Regions from separate parts of the Callithrix jacchus genome. Here region 1 is linked to region 2. A link is a contact called in public Hi-C data. All regions are on one chromosome and are shown on one strand. The core of a region is the stretch at or near the end of the contact, and the rest is flanking DNA. Distances in the headings are between cores, read along the strand shown.

Region 1 (3,314 bases), core at 349-2,848, 330 kb after region 2:
TTGGAGTCCCACCCTCACATCTGAATTCCAGGCAGCAAGAAGTAAGAGAAGGTGAAGGATACAAGAGCATATACCCACTGATTTTTCTTCTTCTTTGGCCAGAACTTAGTGAAATTCCATTCCTAGCTTCAAGGGAGAATAGAATTTTCAGTTATTAAAGCTGGGCACTTTGATGCCTCCAGGAAAATCAGATTTCTTTTAACAAGAAAAAGGGGGGAATGTATATGAAGCACACTCTCCGCCCTCTTTGCCACAGCTTTGCTTCGCCTTGGCCTGGCTTTGGTCTCTGTAGCCAAAGGCAACCCTGGGAAGCATTTCCACAGAAACTAAGCCGTAAGTGACGTCCGCTATCAGAAATCTTTAAAAAAAAGTCTGTCACTGTTCTAAACTTTTTCTCTTTCAACAGCAGTCTTAACCGCACAGCTCTTCTCTAGGCGACCTCAGGTAGGAAAGCAACTGGGCATGTGGGAAATAGATGCCTCTGGCTTGGCTGTGCCCTTTGATGGCTGTGAGCCTCAGGGAAGGGAAATGCATGTAACAGCCAGTCATAGAATATTGATGCTTCCTGATGTCACCAAGCCAATGCTCTTACTGCCTGTCTTAGTCTGCTTTGTGCCGCCATAACAGAATATCCAAGAGTGGGCAATTTATAAAGAACAAATGTATTTCACTGCAGCTCTGGAGGCTGGGAAATCCAAGATTAAGATGCTGTCATCTGGTGAGGGCTTTCTTTCTGTGTCATCGCATGGTGAAAAGGCAGAGAGAGAGAAAGGCCAAAGGGGGTTGAATTCACCCTTTTGTAAGGGCATTAATGTCACCTGTGAGGGCAGAGCCCTCGTGGCCTAACCACCTCTCAAAAGTATGCGTTTTAGTACTGTTACAGTGGCAACTAAATCTCAACACAAGCTTTGGAAGGGACAAACCATAGCATTGCCATTGTCTGGGACCTTATTACTCAAATGGGGTCCGTGTACCGACAGCATTGGCACCACCTGAGAGCTGCGACAAAGTCAAGATTCTCGGCTCACCACAGATCTACTGAATCACACTCTGTGTTTTAACAAGATCCTGGGTGAATCATGTGCATGTTAAAGTTTGACTTCCCTAAAGGGCTGGGGCCTGTATCATAAGTGAGGTGACAGGAGGCAGGTGAGCCTACCTGAAACACTTCCTCCAGCCTGATTTAAGCATCAGGAGAAAGCCACACTCCTGCTCTGGGCTCAGTCTTTCCACCTGTAACATGAGGAGTCTGGCTCAGATTCCTGCTTCATAAATTGTAGTGTTGGACCCGCTTTCATCTCATCAGCTCTCAATGCTCTGTGTGCCCTGGAGTGAGAGAAATCAAAGTAACTTAGGCGACTGGTTCCAAGGTCCCAGACTGTGGTGTGAGTGATGGGAGACGGCTGATCCCTGCAGCTCTGTGACCTGGGCTGAGTGGAGGTAAGCTCTGGAAGGCTCAGTGCCTGGCAGACCACAGGGTCAGGGAGCAGCGAGTGTGGTGAGCTGAGCAGCCAGTACTGTCTGTGCCTGGGCTTGGACTGGAGTGGGGATCAGGCTTGGGGATTCCTCCAAGCCTGGTACTTTGCTGGAGCTAGATGGGTACCTGAAGACAGAAGCAGGAGCTGCAGGCGGGGACCTGGGGATGGCTCTCGATGGTGCCTTCCATATTCCCTTCTCTCTCTCCAGGGTAGCTGGGCACACCTGAGGTGCATCAGTGAGCAGCGAGCACACCAGAGTCGACATCTCCTGCATTTTCAGCAGCAGAAGGGAGTGCAGCCTACTTCACCAGTCTGCTTGCCACCGAACACTTGGCTGTTAAAAAAGAGCCCTTTAAAACCGTTTGATGTTTTGGACTAAATAAAGCTATGCTCCCACTCCAATTGAGCTTATAATGGAGTCTAATTTTATAAAGGAGCCAATTAATGGCTTTGTAAATATAAATGAAAGGATCCCTGCCTTTTCTCTTGACCAAAAGGCCACAGAAGTAAGTCCTGTAAAAATGTCAAATTTTGCTCTAAAGAATGGCAGGACTTCCTCAATGAGAATAACAGGAAATGACTCACAGAGGGCACCCTGAGGCCGCACAGCCATACAAAGGGCCCCCTGTGTTAGTGCCTGGCTGCTGGCCCTGGCCAACTGCAGAGAGGAAAGTGTCCCGCCCACGATGGGGGACGCTGCCCATCTCCTCTAGGCGGGGCTCCTCAGTGGGGCCCCGGGGACTGCTGGCATGCTGGCTTGTAGAGATGAACAATACCGTGAGGCTGAGAGCTGGAGAGAGTCAGGATTTGGTGCCTCAGGGAAAACTCATCTGGAAATAATGCTAAATTACTCACACAGAACTATCAGTCTAGGGACTGTTACCTGTACTGGTCTCTCTCTAGCTCTCATCTCCATCCCACTGGACGACTTAGGTAGGGTTCATTGCACAACAGGTGGAGTTCCAGAAGATGCCTCTCCTAATTTCTTGTGGACTAACTCAGGCCTGAATCTTTTATTCTGCCATCTAGCTCCGTGTCTGCCTTCCCTTTCCTTCTCTTCTTCCTTTTCTCCTCTAACCCTTTGGCTCTATTCCCTCCCGGGCCCCCGGCTCTGCCCTTTCCAAGACTCTCCTTGAGCATGGGGGCGCCTCCTTGGACCTCCCAGATCTTCAAGTGATGAGTCGGAAGACATTCAGAGGGAAGACACCGTGCAATCATAGCACTGTTAAAATGTTGAACTTTTTCTCTTGCACTGGTTAAGTGACAGCCATGGTGAGCCTCTATATGAATCAGAAAGCAGAGTCTGTCTCAGATGGTTCAGGAAACTTTAGTAAAGTGACTATTTCTAGAAGTATAGATGGAATTACATTAATTGTCTACTGCTACGTAACGAATCACCCCAATACATTACAGCTTAAAGCGACAACTATTTATTATCTCTCACAGTTTCCAAGAAGTGAGAATTTGAGAGTGGCTTAGCTGGGTGGTTCTGGCTCGGGGTCTCTCACAAGGCTGAAGTCCAGCCGTCTGCAGGGCTACGGGCATCTCAAGTCTTCTCATGATGAGATGGGAACTGCAGGATCTGTTTCCAAGCTCACTTTGGGGATTGTTGACAAATTTCACTTCCTTGCTGGCTATTAGTTAGATTTCTTTCTTTCTTTCCTTCTTTCTCTCTCTCTCTCTCTTTTTCTCTCTCTCTCTCTCTTTCTTTCTTTCTTTCTTTTTTGCCATGGGGGCGTCTCCACAGGGCTACTCACAACCTGGTGGCCTGCCTTCCCCAGAGTGAATGATCCAAGAGAAAGCAAGCCAGAGGGTAAAGACAGAAGTCTCAGTCTG
Region 2 (3,385 bases), core at 804-3,303:
TCAGGCAATGAATAATTTGAATCATGAATTCCCGCTTCCAAGGGACTGTCTTGCAGTTAGTGTGGCAATTCAGAATGCTTGGAAAGTGTTCTGTTTTTCAGATCTAGCCATTCAACATTTACTGCTTGCTTACAACTATACTCTGAACCTTATTTTAGGAGGTTGTACCCAATAAAAGGGCTTATTTAGTTTTCTGTCCAGGCAATGAAGCATATATGTGTTTTTACTTTGGAGGAAGTAAAGCAAATGAACTGGCATTTATTGAAGGCCAGGTATACCAGGCAGTATGTAAGTAGCTTTATATACGTGTCTCCTTCAGTCTTCACTACATTCCTTACAAAAAAATAGTGGTTATTCTCTCTAATAGACAAGGAAATCAAGGCTTTAAGGATGAAGTCTGAGGCATATAGCTTGTAACTGTCAAAGAGAACATCCAAACATGAATCTGTCTGACAATTGCCAGTTATTCATGGTGCTATTCTTTGAAGCTCTCAAGTTTATAGTAAATGAATTGCTGTGCTGTTCATATACAAAAGCTTAAGTTTAGCAGTTCATAAAAGATGGTGTGGAGAGATAGCAGTTGCAAGTGATATTTGCTGGCATGCAAAAATAACAGAAAATGGGCCAAGAGGAGGATTCCTTATAGCCAGGCAGAAATGTCTGTTAGAATATGTAGGAAAGGATCACATCATTATAGAACTTGAGTGAATGTGAGCCGGAGGGAAGATTCGTAGCAGTGATTTTATCAGAAGTGAGTCATCTGACAGCTCTAATCAGAGTCACCCCCTTTATTATAGCTGAGGTCATCCATGTGCTTTCCCCCTTTATTAGAGCTAAGTTCATCCATGTGCTTTCCCCCTTTATTATAGCTGAGGTCATCCGTGTGCTTTCCCCCTTTATTATAGCTGAGGTCATCCGTGTGCTTTCTCTGATGTTCCTGTTTCAAGAAGAGATTGATTCCAGACAAGTGAGACATACCTGAAGATTCTGGCGTGGACATTATAAATGGCCTGACAAGAAAGTGAGCTTCAGATTTTAGAACTTGGTGGTGGTGGTAATGTTAGAAATATTTAACAATCTGTGTTGTTTTATAGCAGTACTTTGCAAACTTCCACTGTACTAACCCTAAGGGGAGGAAATTTTGTTTTGTTTTTTTTTGAGACGGAGTTTCGCTCTTGTTACCCAGGCTGGAGTGCAATGGCGTGATCTCGGCTCACCGCAACCTCCGCCTCCTGGGTTCAGGCAATTCTCCTGCCTCAGCCTCCTGAGTAGCTGGGATTACAGGCACGCGCCACCATGCCCAGCTAATTTTTTGTATTTTTAGTAGAGACAGGGTTTCACTATGCTGACCAGGATGGTCTCGATCTCTTGACCTCGTGATCCACCCTCCTCGGCCTCCCAAAGTGCTGGGATTACAAGGGGAGGAAATTAAAAGTGCTCTCAGGAGTCTTGAGACATCACCTGGAGATACAGGAGTAATATATATATTTGTAAGTCTCTTGCTTTATATTTAGGGAATGCTTTTGTTCATTTCCATATCTGTTTTAATGAAAGTTAAATTATTTTACTGGTTGTCTCCCTACCCTTACCCTAATCTTCAAGTACTACTGACAGCCTAGAAAGAGGGTGCTTGTGCTACCGTAACGTAGCAGCCTCCTCCTACCCTTTAGCCCGGAGCAGGTACCCAGCGTGAGAGGTACCGTCTTCCAGGCTTTCTGCTGCCACGCAAGCATCTCCTGAGGACTTACAAAGAACACAGGGGGCACCACATTCTTGTTGACTTTACCACACCTTGTGACCCTCACTTTTCTTGTTCCTTCTCCCACTCCGGTTCGGATTTGTTGTTTATCAGACTCCCGTGGTTTCTTTCTTTCACTTGATTGGCATGACTTTTCAAGGGCTTGGTCTCTTGATCTGTCGCTCTAGTTTTATTTTTGGAGTTTCTTTTTTTGTCTTACCCGGGGAATGTAACCAAATATATCTGTCTGATTCTAGCAGGTACATACTTTTTCCTCTCGATGCTGCTTAATAGTTTATTGGAGGCACAGTTACTGTATGTAGGACCTTACAAATGGCAGGCTCAATGTGATATTGTTTGTTGTGGGTCTCTTCTGGGGCTGGGTGGCACGGGTGGTGGTGGCAAATTGTCATTTCTGTCTCTTGGATGGGAGGGAACAAGCTCAGGCCAGCATATAAGAAAACTAGCTTCAGGCTGCGAATGAGTGCCAGCTTATGCATTGTATTTTCTGGTTAACTCCCAGTTGACTTCCAGTTTTTGCTCAGTATTGCGTAGAGTTCAGGGCAGCTTGGTGGTTCAGAAGCAGCAAGGATTTCCTTTGCATTATATTTTCATACCTAAATCTTACATGAAAGGGGTTGTTTGCTGACTCTCTGATTAACTAGACTTGGTTTATGTGAAGCCTGAGTCCTGTTCTGGACATCATTTGTGCCCAAGTTGCTTTCTCCCCTGAAGCCTGAATGTTGACTTGTAACTAGTCTAATCTCGCTTCATTACACGTTTCCCACTATCCCCCTGTAAAACCGACTTTTGTACCAAATGCAGTTGTATCTTTTGAATGATGTTCATTACAAAAATAGCTTTTTATATAGGTCTTATAGATTTTGAAAATTTTTTTAACGAACATGTCATTGTATCTTCATAATCATTCCATCAGAGAGGCATTTATAAAACAGAAAATAGCAGTCTACCCATGGAGATAGCCATCATGTATTTTATAAATGAAAAAACAGGAAATGGGTGGACGTGACTTGCAGCTTAGTGAAAGCCAGGTCTGACCAGCCCTCTGGGCTTCCAGCCCGCCAAACCTCTACTAGTGTTTAGAAACATTTCTGGAAGTCTCCCAATTTTTCCGAAAGTAGAAAAAAATTATTATGTAGGTTGAGTTATCTTTAAAGAAGACAGCTCTAAAATATTTTAAGATTGCTTTTTTTAAGTGTCTTAAATTTAAGGAAGAAACTGTTTTTTTTCCCTGAATATCCAACTAGGACCTGTCCCTGCATTAGACAGATTAAAGATGTTTGCTTCCTAAGAGCAGAGCAGACAATCAGAAAAGAGATGAAAAGAGATGAGTGATGGCCAAGTTTTTATTTTTCTCCTTAGTTCTAGGGATAGTATTTTACCCCTTTGAAATATTGTGAGGTGGTCATGGGTAGAAGGATCACATCTGTGGTTCCTAATAGGAATTTCTGTGTCCATGAGGTTTCTCAAAAGTAGAATCGAAGTCCCCTAGCAATTTTAAGAGTTTTTTTTTTTTAGAAAAAAAAGGAGAGAAGGAAAGAAAGAAAAAAAAAGGAGTGAAGGAGAGGAAGAAAGAGGAAGAAAAAGAGGGAGAGAGAACGGGAATGTTGCTTTATACTAAAAATG

What was found. A called contact is a pair of places that touch in the nucleus more often than the background predicts.
Region 1: a contact with region 2 is called in a Hi-C map of skeletal muscle, with 5 times the contacts expected there. The contact joins two enhancer-like sites. A contact is called at or near these places in 2 of 3 Hi-C or Micro-C datasets (both in skeletal muscle).

What each region holds. Positions count from the first base shown.
Region 1 is chr17:76,703,798-76,707,111 of calJac240_pri, forward strand. LOC118148843 (a long non-coding RNA gene) reads left to right here. Exons shown (of 3, transcript XR_004735859.3): 3 at 1,687-1,878. Among named protein-coding and RNA genes, the nearest start is that of SCN10A, 38 kb to the left of the region's middle. Within about 2 kb of position 1,599, at least 6 of the 16 cell types and tissues checked have an H3K27ac peak or open chromatin away from gene starts, as enhancers often do. A contact at or near this core is called in skeletal muscle, where this site is marked.
Region 2 is chr17:76,377,703-76,381,087 of calJac240_pri, forward strand. All of the region lies in intron 5 of EXOG (exo/endonuclease G), which reads left to right. Among named protein-coding and RNA genes, the nearest start is that of EXOG, 25 kb to the left of the region's middle. Within about 2 kb of position 2,054, at least 2 of the 16 cell types and tissues checked have an H3K27ac peak or open chromatin away from gene starts, as enhancers often do. A contact at or near this core is called in skeletal muscle, where this site is marked.